Linked DNA regions of Ovis aries: region 2 is linked to region 1. The links are chromatin contacts, called in public Hi-C maps. All regions are on one chromosome and are shown on one strand. Each heading gives the region's core, a stretch centred on a gene start, on an enhancer-like site or on the middle of the called end of the contact. The rest is flanking DNA. Distances are from core to core; before and after follow the strand shown.

Region 1 (4,779 bases), core at 1,523-4,022:
CCAGCCCAGGGGAACTACCATAGCCAAGAAGATGGTATTTCTCAGGAAGAGGTTCGTCTATTGCACTCTGGGTATGTTGGTTGTTGAGATTTCCACAAACGTGATGTTACCAAGTCCAAGCTTGGTCTACTTGCCCCTCGACAGGCCAATTAACTGAGAGGCTGGCTGACTGAGAAGATGCCAAACTGATGTCTCAAAATAACCATCTTGTTGGGATCTGGATACCAAAGTTTTTTATAGGACAGAGAACAGGAGGAATTGAGGAAGTAAAAATCGTTATCTTGTAGATATCTCCTGGAACGGCCAATCTCTTACTTCTCCCGGAATCGCCACTCTTACTTCAACACAACTGTCTTAGGCTTGCCACTTACTCACCACCTGTTTGCACTCAGGGCAGGCCATGTTCTTTGTGTCAGACTCAGAGAGGAAAAGGAGGGGATGTGGAACAGGGTTTCCTGAGGCAGGTCACTATGTATGATTACAATTAAAAAAGCGACGAAAAACAAAGGTTAAAGTCAAGCAAACAGGGACTTCCCTGGTAGTCCGGTGGCGAAGATTCCACACTCCTAATGCAGGGGGCCAGAGTTCGATCCCTGGTCAGGGAACTATAGCCCACATGTCACAACTAAAAGATTCTACATGCCATAATAAAGATCGAGGATCTCAAGTGCCCCAGTGAAGACTCAGCACAGCCAAATAAATAAATAAATAAATTTTTTTAAAAGTCAAAGAAACAGATTCATTATGGAGTCAGAATTGCTTCTTCCCTGCAACACTGGGAAACCCAGTTGCATAATTTGTGATAGTGATCTCAGGTGGCCTTGGCCTGCAGAGGTTTGAAGCAGGGTGTCCGGGCCAGAGGTTAAGGATGAGTCTCAGCAGTGAGAGCGCCACTTTCTAGGCACTAGACCATTGGTCATTGACAAGGCCTTGGTTCCTCGGTTTTGCAGAAAAGAATTCCCACAAAGATGAAAAGTAGTGAAGCAAGCAAAGTGTTTATCAGGAGAGAAAGAGTACAGTACATGTGGATAGACCCACGGGGCGGGGGGTTGGGGGGGTGGGGGGTGGGGGGGTGGGGGGGGGGGGGGGGTGGGGGGGGTGGGGGGGGGGGGGGGGGGAGGGACTCAGAGAGAAAGTCGTGGCCTCCTGGTAGTTTGAATTACGTTTATGGGGCATGTGTTCCAGGTTTCCTTTGGCCAATCATTCTGATTTGTCTGGTTCTGAGTCCATATTTGGTACTTCTCAGGATGCAACCCACTCCAGTGTTCTTGCCTAGAGAATCCCAGGGACGGGGGATCCTGGTGGCCTACCGTGGGAGTCGGACACGACTGAAGCGACTTTTAGCAGCAGCAGGATTCTCTCGTGTGTGTGTGTGTGTGTGTGTGTGTGTGTACTTCTTTCAGCCAAGATGGATTCCACCCAAGAGGCCTATGGGTAGATTAGGTGTCACTCCCCTTTTGATGTCCAAGGAGGTTTCTACTGGTGAAGGTTTCCTTGACTTCAAGAATGAGAAATATGTGGTCTCTTATCTTCTACCTGGGCAGGGCCCAGCCTCCCCTCTGGATTGTCCTGCTACTGATATTTTGGAATTTCTGTCCACAGGGAATGAACTCAAATTGCTTTCCCTGGGGAGGGTGTGGGGGGAGTGGATCTACCTCCTGTCTTAGTAGTGGGGCAGCTGCAAGAAGAGTAGATCCCTGCACCAAAGCTCCAAAGCCTTCAAGTTAAAGAGACCGTAACTGGATTCAGTCCTATATTCAGCACAAAAGTCTCAACACCACCTTTCTCTCTCAAGGCTGTGACCTTGAAACAGCTCCCACTGTGGGAAAGTAGGCCCAGCGAACATTCCAAAGATAGAGGGTGGGGGAGAAGCCTGCGACTACTTTGGGTCCAGCTGGAAGGTCAATCAGGGGTCATGCCCTCTCCATTCCTCCTCCAACACCACTCCAGACCAGTATAGAGGCAGAAACTCTGGAATCAGCAGTCTGTGCTTTAACAGGCCTTCTGGGTGATTCTGATGCCTGCTGAAGTTTTCAAACACTGTACCAAAGTGATAAATGGACATTCTCATCTATCTTAGACATCTATACACAGAGACAAGAGGAATTATGTCTGGACTGGGAAATTCTTCATGGAGACAGTGACATTTTATAGGAAGCCCCAGGCTAGATAAGCGAAAAGCAATTCAGGCAAAGTACTGTGTACCCAAAGGCACACAGGCATGGATTAGCCTGGCCTTTGAAGGGATCTACCAGTCGTTCTGTGGGATGGTCCCAGGCAAGGCAGAGAGATGAGCATGCAGAGGCAGGCAGGGGCCTTGAATATCACGTTTCAAGCGGCGAGGTAACACGGTACCCATTTCCCCTCCCCACGGCTGTCCAGACTGGCCTGAGTCAGACTTTGGTGGACCCATTTCCCGTCCCCGCCTGCCTTTCTCCTAGCTCTTCTCCCAATTCTCTCACCTCCTCCCTTCCCCTGGGGGTGGGACGGTCGGGTTTCCAGGCCAACCCCACCCCCGCTCTCCGCCCCCATCCGGCCAACTCGCTGACGTCAGCCAGGCCGGGCGTGTCTGGCTTGCGGTTTTGGAGGCTGGCCTGGCCCGGCCTCCCGGCTTTGGGGGAAAGGCCAGGGTGAGGGTCTGTGGGCAGGGTGCCGCGCAGGCGCACCTGCTGAAGGACGCAGTGGGGCTTTCAGGGCTGAAGAGAAAGTGCCTACCTCTGGAGACACCCTGTTTCTGAGGGAGAGGTCTATGATGTCAGTGTCGGTTGCTCAAGACCCAGGCTGAAGTCACTCAGCACCACAGCCTGGGGAATTGGCTCCCAGACTGCGCCCTCTTCTCCCTGACCTACCGAGCTGGTGACTCCCAGCGGGTCTGTTCTCCTAAGCCCTCAACACAGGATGCTTGGAGGTGATGAAGGGTGATAACAGCTTCTTAACAATCGGTACTGACTGTTTACCGAGCACTTAGACTGCTGGCAGTGAGTCACCTACTCCTTGTAGTTCTCAACTTTATGCCAACCAGTGCCGGTTTCTTATAATACTTTTAAGTGTCACTCAGCATTCATAGATAATGTAACCAACTTACATGGCAGTTTCCTAATATTAAACCATAAAATGCCACAGTTAGTGTAAGTGAAAGTGAAAGTGTTGCTTATTTGTGTCCAACCCTTTGCAACCCCATGGACTATAGCCCATCAGCCCCTATGTGTGCCATGGATTTCTCCAGGCAAGAATACTGGAGTGGGTGGCCATTACCTTCTCCAGGGGATCTTCCTGACCCAGGGATCGAACCCAGGTCTCCTGCATTGTAGGCAGATTCTTTACCATCTGAGCCACCAGTGAAAGTCGCGCAGTTGTGTCCAACTCTTTATGACCCCATGGACTATACATACAGTCCATGGAATTCTCTAGGCCAGAATACCGGAGTGGGTGGCTTTTCCCTTCTCCAGGGCGTCTTCCCAACCCAGGGATTGAACCCAGGTCTCCTGCATTGCAGGCGGATTCTTTACCAGCTGAGCCACAAGGGAAGCCCTTATGAGAACTGCCAAGAAAGAAAAAAAAATTGTTCCTCTACCCTTCTCAGCTCTTCTGACTGGTCTAAAAGTTAAATTGACATGAGACAGACTAACAGGAAAAAATCAAATGTAATCACTTAGGTTCAAGAAATCCACATTAACATGAGAGATTCCAAAGACACATAAAAATAGCATATATAAGTCATTCTGGGCTAAAGAGAAGGGGGCGCTGCCCAGGACTTCAAAGGGAAGGAAGGCAATTTATAGGAGATGAAAAAAGAGCAAATGTTTAGTAAACAAATGTTTGCTGGGCCATGTAGAAACAATGGGACACAGAGAAGAAGAATTTTAACAGACTTTGCCAGTTTCCGCCCCATGTACCACACCTAGTTTGTATTATACTGTAGATATCTCTTGGAGAAGGCAATGGCAGCCCACTCCAGTACTCTTGCCTGGAAAATCCCATGGACAGAGGAGCCTGGTAGGCTGCAGTCCATGGGGTCGCTAAGAGTCAGACACGACTGAGCGACTTCCCTTTCCCTTTTAACTTTTCATGCTTTGGAGAAGGAAATGGCAACCCACTCCAGTATTCTTGCCTGGAGAATCCCAGGGACAGAGGAACCTAGTGGGCTGCTGTCTATGGGGTCTCACAGAGTTGGACACGACTGAAGTGACTCAGCAGCAGCAGCAGTAGATATCTCTGGTGGTAGTTCTCTTCCTTGAGAAGGCTCTCTCTCTGAATTCTTTTTAGACAGTTAGCAGGGAGGTGAAAAGAAAACACTTCTCAAGTCTTTTGTTTCTTCCTCTTGCCAAAGAGACATATTCTGGGGTGGCAAATTTTGCTCCCCTACAGAACATATCACAGGGTTGTGAGAACATAAAGCTGAGAACTGAAGGATGGGGCAGGAGTTGGGTAGAAGAAGAGGGGAATTAGGATGTTGAGGAGGGAAAGCGTCCCAGGCAGGAAGAAGAGCATTGAGTGATGCCAACACTATCATGAAGCAGCATCCTCTGGAACAAAGGAAAGCTCCCTGCCTAAAGCAAAGCTCCAGCTGAGTTAGACCAGCTGAGGGGACTGGTATCTAACCTCTCCCCATTTGGGGCCCTAGCTGCTGCTGCTGCTGCTGCTGCTGAGTCACTTCAGTTGTGTCCGACTCTGTGCGACCTCATGGACTGGAGCCTACCAGGCTCCTCTGTCCATGGGATTTTCCAGGCAAGAGTACTGGAGTGGGGTGCCATTGCCTTCTCCATGGGCCCTAGCTAT
Region 2 (4,186 bases), core at 763-3,262, 130 kb after region 1:
TGAGCTATTTCAAATCCTAAAAGATGATGCTGTGAAAGTGCTGCACTCAATATGCCAGCAAATTTGGAAAACTCAGCAGTGGCCATAGGACTGGAAAAAGTCAGTTTTCATTCCAATCCCAAAGAATGGCAATGCTAAGGAATGTTCAAACTACTGCACAATAGCACTCATCTCACACACTAGCAAAGTAAGGCTCAAAATCCTCCAACCTAGGCTTCAACAGTACATGAATCAAGAACTTCCAGATGTTCAAGCTGAATTTAGAAAAGGCAGAGGAACCAGAGATCAAATTGACAACATCCGTTGGATCATCAAAAAGCAAGAGAGTTCCAGAAAAACATCTATTTTTGCTTTATTGACTATGCCAAAGCCTTTGACTGTGTGGATCACAACAAACTGAAAAATCCTGAAAGAGATGGGAATACCAGACCACCTGACCTGCCTCTTGAGAAATCTGTACACAGGTCAGGAAGCAACAGTCAGAACTGGACATGGGACAACAGACTGGTTCCAAATAGGAAAAGGAGTATGTCAAGGCTGTATATTGTCACCCTGCTTATTTTAACTTATATGCATAGTACATCATGAGAAACGCTGGGCTGGATGAAAAACAAACTGGACTCAAGATTGCTGGGAGAAATATCGATAACCTCAGATATATAGATGACAGCACCCTCATGGCAGAAAGCGAAGAACTAAAGAACCTCTTGATGAAAGTGTAAGAGGACAGTGAAAAAGCTGGCTTAAAGCTCAACATTCAGAAAACTAAGATCATGGCATCTGGTCCCATCACTTCAAGGCAAATATATGGGGAAACAATGGAAACAGTGACAGACTTTATTTTCTTGTGCTCCAAAATCACTGCAGATGTTGACCGCAGCCATGAAATTAAAAGACCCTTGCTCCTTGGAAGAAAAGCTATCACAAATCTAGACAGCCTATTAAAAAGCAGAGACATTACTTTGCTGACAAAGGTCATTCTAGTCAAGGCTATGGTTTTTCCAGTAGTCATGTACAGATGTGAGAGTTGTACCATAAAGAAAGCTGAGTGCCAAAGAATTGATGCTTTTTTTATATATATAGTTTAATGCATTTTAATAGCAAACTTACGGGAACAGCACAGAAGACAGACAGCATTAAAAACATGTACTTGCACGCAGGACAACTCAGAAAAGTATAGTGAATGGATGGAATCTACTGTATGATAAAAATGCTACAAACACCATTTAGTTGCAGTCAATAAGAAATTTTCTTGTTTAAAAAAAATCCAAATGCTGGCATTGTCCAGAAAAATTTAGCAGGTTTATTTATAATTGTTATAAAGTTGAACTGCCGAAACTTGTTCACTGAAACATTTTGACTTTCACTAACGCTTTATATTCCCGCATTTATGTTAAAAATTCACACACAAATGAAAATGGAAAAACTGCCAATACCTGATTTCTGTCCCCTATTTTCCACTTGCAATCATATACTTAGGTACCTTTTGACCCCATGGAAAAAAAATAAAGTTCAGAACTACCAATAACAGGAAGAAGAGAATTTTTTTTTTTAAAGAATGAAATGTTTCCCGTCATAGTGGATTCTTAAAGCACGTTCTCCACGTATGCGGCATGCTAGCTGGGTGTCTTTTGGCGTAATTGTTACACGTTTGGCATGGATAGCACACAGGTTGGTGTCCTCAAAAAGGCCAACCAGATAGGCGTCACTTGCCTGCTGCCAAGCACCAATAGCTGCACTCTGGTAGCACAGATCTGTTTTGAAGTCCTGAGCAATTTCCCGCACCAGACGCTGGAAGGGAAGTTTGCTAATCAGAAGTTCAGTGGACTTCTGATAACGTCTAATTTCACGGAGTGTCCCAGTACCAAGCCTGTAACGATGTGGTTCATTCACCTCTCCAGTAGAGGGCGCACTCTTGAGAGCGGCTTTTGTAGCAAGTTGCTTCCTCGGTGCTTTACCACCGGTCGATTTGCCGGTAGTCTGCTTTGTACGAGCCACGGTATAGAGACCTCCTTACTTACCCACCTTCTCCTTCGGCTGGAGCTCCGAGAGCCAGAAGAGGCGCTGGCGTTGGAGAGCGACGGCGGCGCGGTGGTGGCTGCGAATACAACTCAGGATTGATGCTTTTGAACTGCGGTGTTGAAGACTCTTGAGAGTCCCTTGGTCTGCAAGGAGATCAAACCAGTCAATCCTAGAGGAAATCGGCCCTTAATATTCATTAGAAGGATTGATGCTGAGGCGGAAGCTCCAATACTTTGGCCACCTGTTGTGAAGAACTGACTCACTGGAGAAGTTCTTGAGGCTGGTCTTGAGATTGAAGGCAGAGAAGAAGCGGACGACAGAGGATGAGATGGTTGGATGGCATCACCGACTCGATGGACATGAGTTTGAGCAAGCTCTGGGAATTGGTGATGGACAAGGAACCCTGGCATGCAGCAGTCCATGGGGTTGCAGAGTCAGATACGACTGAGCAACTGAACTGTACTGATACATACGTACCCTCCCTCTTGAATCTCCCTCCGACTTCCCACCCCATCCCACCCATCTAGGTTGTCACAGAGCACTGGGTTGAGCTCCCTGAGTCATACAGCAAATTCCCACTAGCTATCTGTTTTGTTTATGGTAATATATATGATTCTCCTGTACTCTCAATTCATCCCACCCTCTCCTTCCCCCACTCTGTCCAAAAGTCTGTTCTCTATGTCTGTCAGCCCTATCTTTAAATCTAAACTAAGTAAAAATTTAAAAGGCAACATTTAGAAACCAGTCCTTTAAGAACGACTCTTTCTTTAGAGAGAATGAAGAATTCTCTGGACCAGGCACTTAGGTTCAGACTTCTGAAACGCCCTCGAAGCTCCGCCCTGCACCGCCCTGCGTGCAAGCCCCGCCCAGCACTGCCCCGCCCCACACGTAGTCCTCCCTCCTCTTCCGTACACACGGCCTCCGGAGCGAGGGGGCTCGACGTCGAGCGGAAGTGACGTACGTGAGTCGCCGGAGGTGGCGTTGGTGCGTTGTGCGGCTGGGCCTGAGAGTGGAGTGGGGCCTGCGCCCGGAAAGACAGCGCTATGTCGATCGAAATCGAGTCCTCCGAGTGAGTCTCGTGGTGTCGGATGTTCGCGAAGTGGCCGGGCCGGGAGTCGATGAGTTGAGGGGTAGAAGCTGCTCGAGGGAGGCGTCCCAGAGGTTGGGAGTGGAGGGGTATTTACTTCCCCACAAAGAAGCTTTTGGGATCTGACTGCTTCAGGGGCGGGCCCGCAAGAAAGTAGCGAACGGAAAGCCCAAAGCCTGGTGGAAAGCGGCGCGGGGCTAGGGGTAGGACGTGCCTGCAAAACCTGAGTTCTAGCCCTCGCCGACTCCTGATGCGCCCTGAGACTGAGCAGATTAGCCATCCAGTCAGGACTCCGGTCTCATCTGCACAAGGGGGCTGCACTCTTAGCCTTCCCTCTCTTCCTGCCCCCATTGAGCACGGTGGTTTGTTTCCTCCCCTGTGCTTACACGGCCCTCTGTTTTTTTCTGCCTAGCTCTTAATCTGGTATTGTCACCGTTTGCCCACCCTTCTAGCCTATGTCGGCGCCTAGGGGCTGCTTTTCATCACAGTCTCAGTTCCTAGTACATCGTAGAGGCTCAGTAATTGTCTTTGGAATGAAAGCTACTTGTTTTATCAGGTTCCGTGTGGCGCTGAATTTTGGTTGGCCCGTGAGCTTTGTGTAGCCACAAGGGAGGGACAGAATGTGGAAACTGGGCCAGGAGAATGATAGATTTGGGGGAGAGGGGTACTAATGAGTGACTGAAGAAAGTCTTCAGTGAACTTTTCCAGGACTCCATCCTCTACTTGCTCTTGCCAACGCTTAATAATTAAATTGGCAGATTTTACATTTGCATCATGAGTGTAAGGGAGGGATCTGCCATAGGAGGAAGGGAGGTTTATTCATTCAGAAAATATTGAAGTCTGCTGTGTACCTGCTCTAGCCCTGGGAATATGGTAGTGAATGAAGCAGACCAAAGTCCTTGCCCTTACAGAAAGGAAGGAAAACAGCAGTAAGTAAAATAGGCTTACAGATGGTGGTAAGTGTTGTGGAGAAAAGTAAAACAAAGAAGGATGATGGAGAGTGCTGGCGATGAAGACAGCTAGGAGTTGGCAGGAGTTGGAAAGCATTCCATACTTCAGACCCTGAATCAAAAATGG

The links. A called contact is a pair of places that touch in the nucleus more often than the background predicts.
Region 2: a Hi-C map of blood shows a contact between it and region 1, with 3 times the contacts expected there. The contact joins the promoter of LOC121818502 here to the enhancer-like site in region 1. A contact is called at or near these places in 3 of 16 Hi-C or Micro-C datasets (blood, liver and tail adipose tissue).

The regions. Positions count from the first base shown.
Region 1 is chr2:37,946,304-37,951,082 of ARS-UI_Ramb_v3.0, forward strand. No RefSeq gene overlaps it. Among named protein-coding and RNA genes, the nearest start is that of SPINK4, 36 kb to the left of the region's middle. Within about 2 kb of position 2,773, at least 40 of the 54 cell types and tissues checked have an H3K27ac peak or open chromatin away from gene starts, as enhancers often do. A contact at or near this core is called in liver, where this site is marked.
Region 2 is chr2:38,074,649-38,078,834 of ARS-UI_Ramb_v3.0, forward strand. LOC121818502 (histone H3.3A-like) reads right to left here and starts at 2,013. Exons shown (of 1, transcript XM_042242683.2): 1 at 1-2,013. The coding sequence starts at 2,013. The coding sequence ends at 1,552. SMU1 (SMU1 DNA replication regulator and spliceosomal factor) reads left to right here and starts at 2,986. Exons shown (of 11, transcript XM_060409155.1): 1 at 2,986-3,091. The coding sequence starts at 3,066.